Linked DNA regions of Triticum aestivum: region 1 is linked to region 2. The links are chromatin contacts, called in public Hi-C maps. All regions are on one chromosome and are shown on one strand. Each heading gives the region's core, a stretch centred on a gene start, on an enhancer-like site or on the middle of the called end of the contact. The rest is flanking DNA. Distances are from core to core; before and after follow the strand shown.

The links. A called contact is a pair of places that touch in the nucleus more often than the background predicts.
Region 1: a Hi-C map of leaf shows a contact between it and region 2, with 6 times the contacts expected there. The contact joins the promoter of LOC123052251 here to the promoter of LOC123052248 in region 2. A contact is called at or near these places in 2 of 5 Hi-C or Micro-C datasets (both in leaf).

The regions. Positions count from the first base shown.
Region 1 is chr2D:144,410,187-144,415,148 of IWGSC CS RefSeq v2.1, forward strand. LOC123052251 (GDSL esterase/lipase ACHE) reads left to right here and starts at 3,640. Exons shown (of 5, transcript XM_044475373.1): 1 at 3,640-4,095. The coding sequence starts at 3,831.
Region 2 is chr2D:143,900,748-143,905,862 of IWGSC CS RefSeq v2.1, forward strand. It overlaps LOC123052248 (SUMO-activating enzyme subunit 2), which reads right to left and starts at 3,375. Exons shown (of 11, transcript XM_044475371.1): 1 at 3,111-3,375; 2 at 2,851-2,940; 3 at 2,102-2,185; 4 at 1,781-1,999; 5 at 765-866; 6 at 1-104. The coding sequence starts at 3,149.

The DNA of each region.
Region 1 (4,962 bases), core at 2,390-4,889, 510 kb after region 2:
ATATTGTGAAATAGTATGGCTCCTTCATGGACGTTCTTCCAGGCCGGCTCCGACTCCGATGACCATCTAGGATCTCCATCTTGTTCGTCACGCCGGGACGCCAAGCCACCAACCTGATCTCTATTATCCAACTACTACAACTAGTAATGAATATTACATAGAGTCACAAGTCGACACGCAGGTCATTATACATTATAATGACAACACTTTGGCTCCTGTCGGCTGACAAACATGACGCTTAGGCCATGTATAAATTACACACATGCTTCACATACACATGAGCCATGCTATTCACATCAAACTTGCAAAACAAAGTTACGCATAGAATCGAGATTCTACCGGTTTGAGTGATCATGTACGAAATACAAGAACTGACACGTGTCCAACGGTCGGATTTCAAACACACGCGGCAGCTTGACTTGGGCTACAAGTAAAGCTGACTCATCCAGCTCTGGATTAGATTTGCTCTTATTGTCTTCGCTCGAAGACATAGGATTTGGTTGAGCATCACATCAGTCACTCTGACTTTGTTCACTTGGACCCCACTTAACAATACGATGGTTCCTATGACTCAACAAAGAAGAAAAGGAAACTACGAAACAACTACGTCTTCGTACTCCATAGTCTTCATGTGAATGTCTTCTCATGTCATAAACTTCACTGTGAATGTCTTCACAAACCACCATTGTCTTCAATTTCTTCACACATTTTTAGGGGTCATCTCTGGTAGGTAAACCGTATCAATAAGGGACTACTACCTGTGTTATCCTGCAATACTCACAAACACATTAGTCCCTCAACCAGGTTTGTCGTCAATACTCCAAAACCAATTAGGGGTGGCAATAGATGCACTTACAGTGAGGACGGACTTGCGCGCCCTTGAGCAGTGAGCACCATCAGCCAGTGTCTGTATGCAACGTAACATTTTTATTTATTTATCCTCCAAATAAGAGTAGGACGCTAATATCTGCCACACGTGTGGCAGAGAGAGAGGCGCACCGCATGTCTCTATAGCAAACAGATTGCCACGTCACAACATGCGTGCATGCAGGAATCTTTTTGGATTTTTAGTTTTTAAAATATTTTATCTCTTAAATGAAAAATCCGATTGAAACTAGATCTCATATTGATATGTTTTGATGACTTTTTTGGTTAAAAATTGCCATGTCTATTGCACATAAATTCCCATGGTGTTTACATTGAAGTTGCCATGATATGCTTGAACTACCTTTTCTTCTACGTTTAAAGTAAATTTTGACATATTATAAAAAGGGAATTAAGAAACTAAACTTACCATGGTGAATTACTAAAATTTACCTTGATTCATGAAATAATTTTGACATGGTTAATAATTAAAAAGAAATCTGTTGTCAATTACTTTAAAAATGCATTATCAATGACTTTGCCATGAACCATAAAATAAAGTTGTCATGGTGAATTACTTAAATTAGCCATGATACATGCTCTAAAGTTTGCCATGATGCTGTTGGTTTCTACGGTAGGGTGCGTCGACTGCAAATTAAAATTTTTCTACGGGCGGAACAACCAAGAACATGCTACGGGAGATGGATCATAGATCGTTACCACTAGACGCGCAGTGCCGTGCAGCGGAAGTAGAGTTGAGGCAGCGCGTTCCCTGAGTCGCCTCACGTTCCTGGAGTCGTCTCCTCCTTGTCGATCTCCCACGTAGCCGATCGGATCCCGCGAATAGGTTCGCCGGAGCGGCACAAGTGCACCGCCTCTAATGGTATCCGCACGTGCAGGAGGAACGTCGCGCGGCGGACTGCTAGGTCCGATCACACAACCGGGGCCGAGTGGAGGTGGTTAGTTGCAACACATGCAAAGCCCTAACAACGGCGCCAAAGCAATCAATCAGATAAGTGTGCCGCACCTCCACTATATATAGGCATCCGTCGCGAGCTCAACACTTGGGCCTCACACGGATCCTAAAGCTCATAAGTCTACTCGGTCGCAATCCGGATACAGTTCGGATCACATCCGAGCAGTGTCCTCAGATCCGTCCTCGTAGGTTCCTTCCCTTAAGCGCGCGACCCCTTAGGTTCAAGTCGACCTGGTCGCAGTTCGGATCACCTCCGGACTGCATGGCTGGTAGCGGCCTCTAGCAAGGCGTGTCGACCACCAAGCAGACTATGAAGCTGGTTAGGCGAACCTGTACATCAAACTTCCATTCCTTTTGCCACACGATATATGTTGCCGGGCTCAAGGCGAGTCTGTCATCCTTGTGCTAGCCCGACCTCTTTCTCGTTCCAGTGATGCTGACCACAAACCAGATTATCTCATAATCCTTATTGCATGGCCATGCTTATCCTGGTCGGATCACACGAGGGGCCCAGAGTATATCTCTCCTGATCGGAGGGGCAAATCCCATCTTGCTCGGCCATGTCTCGCAGCATGGGTCTGGACAAGCCTGAAACCTACCTTTGTAACTACTCTGTCACGCAGTAGCGTTTGGTCGGCCCAAAGCAGGTCTATCACCATCCCGAGTACATTTGCCAGCTCAGGTCTTAGGACATAGAACGTATGTTATACTAGAGACTCACAGATGACATATCGCTACGTCTCATAGTTGGGTCTGTCCGACTCGGACCTTATCTCGACTCGGATCCGACTATGTCGAATCCGACTAGATCCTTTCGAGTCCATATTATCCGGTTAGCATCCATTGCTTTAAGGCTAGTGAGACCAAGCCATCGACCGTGTCATATGCTAGTCTAATCGGTTGCACGTCCACACAGCCCTTTCGACTAGGGACCTTTTAGGACAGTCATCATACAATACATAGTCCCACAACCAAGTCACGTACTTGCTGATACACATCATTGATAATGTCCAAGGACTATCTTTATTCATAAACACACAGGAAATATCACCATACATGATTGCCTCTAGGGCATATCTCCAACAGATGCATACAAAAAATTAATTTTTATGGTCAAAATACAAGAACTGACATGGCCAAAATACTAAAATTGCCATGATCTATAATCTAAAATTGCCATGTTGAATTATTAAAAACTGCCATGATCCATGAATTAAATTTGCCGTGGTTAAATACTAAAAAATTCATGGTCAATTAATAAAATTTGCCGTAAAAAGTAATTGAAATAGAATGGTAGCTTTAAATCTAGAATAAAAAACTAGATGAAACATGTCATGCCAACTTTAGTGTAAATACTATGACAATTTTATTGTAAACATCATGTTTTGGGTAAAAAATTCATCGAAAAATATCAACATGAAATCTAGTTTTGAAGATCTCGTCGAGACGGATTTAATGATGAAAACGGATTTTTAATCAGATTTTTTGTTTAGAAGATAAAATATTTTAAGACTGAAAACCAAAAAGAAAAAGATTCTTCAGATATCATCTGTTTTGACGTGGCAAAATGGATGATAATAAAGACGTTTGGGCTATGTTGCTTCGTGTCACACGTATCATTTGGGTCAAAGTAACGTTTTTATTTATTTTTGCGGATTTCGCGTAACGTAATCCACCAACAGTCCAACAGAACACCGCCCGCCCGCGCGCACGCCACGGACGCATCGTTCCAAAGGCAGGGAGGGCATCGGCGCCGTCATCTCACGAGTCACCCCCACCACGCCACGCCCCCTATCGTTATCGGCCCGAAATCCTGCGCCCCGCATTTGGGCTCATCTCACACTCGCCCATCTCTATCCGCCGATCCACCCATCCATCCGCGTCCGCCTCAAAACCCCACCACCCCGCTGCAACCGGCGCCCCGTCCTCCCCGCCCGCGCGCACTCACATCCCCCAGTCTCAGTGCGGCCACACTCACCTGACCCACGGAATGGCGTCGGGTGGCTCTGGCCGCACCGCCACGGCCGGAACCGCGGCGCTGCTGTCGCTGGTGTTCTTGCTGCTGCAGGTCTCCGCGGGTGCGGGCGCGGGCGCCGACTGCCACTTCCCGGCCGTGTTCAACTTCGGGGACTCCAACTCGGACACTGGCGGGCTCTCGGCCGCCTTCGGCGCCGCGCCGCCGCCCAACGGCAGGACCTTCTTCGGCATGCCCGCCGGCCGCTACTGCGACGGCCGCCTCGTCATCGACTTCATCGGTACGTAAGTTTCGCTCGCTGGAAGCGCCTTCAGTCTCAAACTCTCAGACAGTACTATCAGGAGCTTTTCAAAGTCGCTGGAGTACTACTGTGGAGTATTACTTTTCACCCGCTCGATCTATCCGTCGGTTCTTCTGCACGGCTGCACACAGGGCCCACGGGTTGTCACTTGCAGAAGCCAATAAATGTAGCCTTAATTCGTTCCATGTGTAGCGGTGCAGTTGCGAAGGCAATTTTGAAAGCCAATACAGTGCTTTCTCAGAGTTCTGAAGGATAATAAAAGTTGGCAGACACGCAGTAATCTGTAGGAGTACAGTAAAATTAGCTTGTAAAAGGTTAATTAACAACTTCTCTTGGAGTAATAAAATGCTAAGAGCTGGATACGATGTTGTCTGTTTTACTTTGTGTCTCGCCATGTTGTGCATTACTGATAGCTCATAGCTGGTCCGTTAGAACCTGGAAGTACTCCTGGAGTAGTATAGAGTAGTAAAAAAGAAGGGATGTCTCGTGAGAGGGCCAAGCAGAACAAGACTTTTCTACCTACATACCGCCTTTTGTTGCTCAAGAAGATCTGAAAGGCCATTTCATTTCACATCCTGCTTTGAACGGGCATCAGTTCGTCGCCGGAAAGCGGCGGTCATGGACTACGCGCCGCCGGAGCATGGCCGAAGCAAAGCTGCACTTTGGCCCCGCCGCCGCGCGCGTGCGAGCGCCCGTGCCATGGCAATGATGCCACACCCATGCGCCCATCCGGGACCCGGCACTCCATCGATCCCCAGCCAGCTAGCTGCCTACCGACACCATCCTGCGCAATCCGACAGAAAGGCTAGTCAGCTGCATGTGCGGAACATCACTCGAACGATGCCA
Region 2 (5,115 bases), core at 2,125-4,624:
CTGCTGCCATCTTTTGAATGCACATTAAGGTCATTATCTTGGTTCTTATCACCAAATAGCTTAGCAAAAAGAAGCTCCTTTGCCCAAACAATGCAATGGACAAACTGCAAAAAGGAAATTAAATAATGCCATTAAAGCTCGTCCTGTGTTTTGAAAAATATTACAAATTTTACCTTGTAAAAAATATTGATACTTCAAATACTAATTACATGAGAACTGTGATTACCAAAAGCAAGCAAACGAATGTTTGTTAGAATGTATCTTCTGTGCATTAAACTCGCATTTTGAGGATTCCACGATATGCAGCATTCATAAATGATACTACCTCCGTCCGGAATTAGTTGTCGTTGAAATGGATGTATCTAGATGTATTTCAATGCTAGATACATCTGTTTGAGCGACAAGTAATTCTGGATGGAGGGAGTACAATATTAGGCAACTAGGTCGAACAGCATCCAGTTTAAATGACTTTTCCTGCAAGGTTCCATCAGAACTAATCCAAGAAACAAAGGCCGAATAAATAAGCTTATTTCTAGATATAAACAGGGTTACAGGGGTATGAAGCCATTAATAATTTAATACGAGAAAATACTAACTATGTAAGAAATATTCCTTCCCACATTAAACAAAACTAACTATGCATATTAAGAACATACAAACCAACATGATACTTAGCCTCGGAAGAAATAGCAGAACTTAACTAATATCACAATAAGAAAAAGCAGACAAGAAAATAATCAACATGCAGAGGCAAAAAGAGGAACCTTTGATGGAGTGCTTGTAATTGTGCAGACTGGATATGATTTTGGGATAGGCTTAGGTTGGCATTCATAGCATTCTGTTTTACCCTTGACATGAACGGTAACCTGCAAAATAGAATGACAATTGTTTTTAGTAAAGCATTAACTTGACCTATTCAGCAGAGAGCCAGACTCCTTGATTAGTTCAGTGACCGTGAAACATGGTTTCACAGTTGACAGATGCGCTATAAATTACGAGTATGGTTAAAACAACAGTGAGGTACAGAAAAACTTGTTTTATACCAAGCAGTTTAGGCCTGGCCACTAAGTGGCATGCATTTATATCAAAATAACACTTGGGTTTTGACAATTGATGTAAATGAATCAAATGTTGACTCATATTGCATGCTCGTGGCACAACTATTTGATGTACAAGTTTCCAGATTATGTCACTCATTCGGCTCTTATTTTTCAGCTTCAAGTCAACTAGAAAATGCAATGATATGTACACGACTATCAAACAAATGTCAACCATATGCAGAGCGTACACAAAATATAGCATAAATACCAGCACGACATGCTGCAGGTTGTATACAGGATTTCTAAATTCGTCATTTTTTAAAGCATGCATAAGCAGCTCTTGTGGAAGAGAGTGGGCAGATGCCTACTTTCTGTTATACATGTGAGCTTATATACACCCAGAAGGTCCAGTTTCAAAATGACAATACATTTCCGCATGTGTCCTTACGTAATTGCGCAAAGGCCCAGACCAAACATTTAGCCATGTTATCAGTACACAAAGGCCATCTCAAGTGGAAGGTTGTACACCTAGGGTAAATATTACTGCTATCTTACTAAGAAAATGAAAAGGGACCACCAACGGTTAGCACACTGGCCAACAATCAAATATCATGGAATACCTTGTAGCAGGAGTACTACGAGCAAAATACAAAAGACAAACATAACAATACCCACAGGCATTAGTGACAAGGGAGATGCAAAGATAAAGAGACAAAAACCATGATATTTGATCAACTGACCTGTCCGAGAAACCCAGTGGTCCCACTCTCAACCAAAGGAACTTCAGCAGCAAGGCAGAGGCGATTCACATGTCGTCTAGCATCCAAGTTATCAAGGCCATTCAAAACTACATTAAACTGCTTGAAAAAGTCAACGTTGAACTGGGCATCCTTAACATTTGCATGGTGTGATTCTATATTGATATTTGGCCTAAATTTCAGAATAGCATCACGGGCAACCTGACAAAATCAACGGTGAAAACATCATAAGCAGGCATCAATTATGAAGAAGACCCCAAGATAACTATACCCATCATATGTTCATGTAGAAAATATACTTACATGGGCTTTTGACTGTCCCACATGACTCTTCCGAAACAAAAACTGTCTGTTCAGATTGCTGACCTCAATTGTGTCCAAGTCAATCTGCATAATAAAAGCAGCAAGATGAACCATTTCATAAGTGTGTCAAGCAAATTGATTTGTGTAGCTCTGGTTGCCTGAACAAGGATTACTCCCTGCCTGTTTTAAAACTATTTTGCATACAAGGTACATCAACCTCAAGGAACTACCGTGAAGATATCAGCTTTCGTGACAGTGCATAAAACACGAGCCAACTGGGCTCGCCCTATGCACAATGAAATTTTTGACAAAACAATACACTTTGTCCGTAACTTTGATACAAATGACACACTTTGTGCCATTGACTATATGTAAGTGACAACAAGTGTGTGTCATTTTATCAAAAGCCAAACAAAGGTGTGTTGTCAAATTCCTAATGCACAATCTAAGAAGGCAGTACCAGCGCCATAAAATCAATACAATCACGCCAGCGCAGATGCAAGTAAGCGCAGCCTAGAGGAAAACCTTGGATAGATTAGCAGCCGAAGCAGTTTATGCATCTATTTTTCAGCTTCAAGTCAACGCTAACACCATCACAGATCCCGCTACCGGCAAAGAGACGCACCGGCCATCCACCGCGGTGCTGCCGACAACAGCTAATGTGCAAGCTAGATTCGAACTAAACCTAGGCATGGTGTCAACAGAGGGCGCGGAAGCAAGGGGCCATGTATAGCAGATAACAAACTTACGACGTGGATGTCGCTGAAGCCCGAGAGCGCGAGGGTCTTGAGGAGCTCGCACCCGATGCCTCCAGCCCCGACCATCAGAACCTTCGCCGCCTGCGCACAAAGCGAACACCGGCACCAACCGGACGGACCGAATCAGGCGCCGAAATCCCAGAAACAGGAAGGGGGGAAATACGGGCCGCGGAGATCCCCACGAGCGCCCCCGGCGGCGGGAGCACGGGGGCGGGGCGGGGCGGAGGGAGAGGGCTGGCGGTGGGGCCTACCTTGACGGCCTCCGAGGCGGGGGCGGCGGCGGAGGCCATGGGGGAGGGGGCGCCGGCGGAGGCGAGGGTTTTGAGGCGCCGAGGGTTTGGTTTGGGTGGGAAAGGAATTTGGGGGAGGGAGATTTGGGAGGAGGGGAGCGGAGATGGAGGAAGGGAGGGAGGCTTTGATGAGGTGAGAGGCCGGTCGCGTCGCGTCGTTCCGCACCCGGAGGGGGGAAGGGAAGGAAGCGTCGTGGAAATTGAGGGGTCCGTCGCGGTGCTGCTGCTGGTGGTCAGTTGCGCGGCCTGGTTGCAGCCTTGCAGGACGACGGGACGGTTGGACTGGATGGATGGATATGCTACGATCTGTGGGCGGGCGGGCGGTGGGCCCTGCTGGGAGCCTTTTGGGAGCTGCCGGTTGACCCTTGGCTTTGAATCTTTGCTCCCTCTAGTCTTTTCTTCTTTTGCTCAAACAACAATGCTCCCTCCAGTCTAGAGGTGATAAAATTCAAGTAGAAGGGGCTTTTTTTTCTTGAGTTTAGGGTCAATTTGGTTTGAACATTCTCCTGGCAATATTGGAGGAGTTATTAATTTCTTAAAATTTTGATTTTGTGTGACTGGAAATAAATTATTGTTTCATGCGGTCTATTTTGTATGTATGTTTAAAGGAATAAAATCCATATAATGCAACCTTGTGGAAATCTTCTTTATTTCATTGGAAATTATAACATATAGTACTTAATATTTTATTGGTAAAAAATCATATGGCCAACCAAACAAATACTACTACCATTTCATGTGTTTTCAATGTCTATTTCTATAGGATTGGAACTGTCATGACATTGGATTCTTATACATCTTTCCTATTCATAGATTTTTCTTTACTCGGGTTTTTAGGATCCTTCTACTCAGTTGGTTCTTCGCCGATGGTTCCACCCTTAGTTTTCATCTATGATCAGTTTTGCCTCAATCTATTGTGTGCTCTTATGGAAATACACATCTCCTCCCTTTCATCCAATCAAAGGCGTTTGACCGTGACTTAGGCATTTGTGGACCATTCCGCTCCTCCTTACATGTGGGCCCGCTAAAAAATGCAGTGTCATGTTCTCTTATCGGTGGGATACACCCAAGAAAAAAAGAGGCGTCGCAGGTGTAGGAACAAAAAAGAACAAAGGAAATAATCAACCGCTCATGCATAGGCGGCGGTGGTGGGCGACAACGACTGATTTGAGGTAAACAAGGAAATTTGAAAATAAGTTGCTCAACCACGAGATATGCAATGGGCGGCGTGGACTTGGGTTTCTTAACATTGTCTCTCGGCACGACCCAGGAGCATGACCTTCCCCCCTTGGTTCTAGCTGGTCATGTGGCAGGGTTGGCTGAGCTGCGTGGACAGTTCGCTTCACCTACTACGCTAGGAGGGGAGTTGCGAGCAAGTCTTCCATGTCGCATGCGTCTACATCATCATTTGTTGGTGTCGGGGATTGAGGTGTGGTTCTCTCCGATGTTGCTCTCGTCTACTCCACATCTCGTGGGGACCGAAGATGAGCCTGCTATTGTTGTTACACCCTATCCTCTGAGGTGCAGCGCTCGCAAGACCACACGAGGACATCATGTGCGGGAGGACAATCCACTGACCTAGCTTGACAAGACCACACGAGGCACGCCGATGGCACTTTGGCTCACGAGAGGTCAGACGTAAGATCTAACATGTACGGTTGTGGTTGTTCATGAGCTATCCCTTGCATCAAATGCTTTTCGGAGCCCTCGTAAGAAGTAGGCCAAAATAGAATCTTCGAAAGGCCGAGCTCCCCAAGTTGCGGCCTGAAAACCGACATGAAGGCAAGGAGCCCTCCAGAGATCTGAAAGCTCGACCTCCGAAACGCTCGCACTACTGGGAAATAGCTTATAGGTAGAATATTATTAGTAGCGCTGGTTAAGGCCACGACGCTACTGTTAAGTACCAGTAGCGCTGGGCAGAACAAGCGCTACTGGTACTACTTAGCAGCAACGCTGGGTAGGCCAC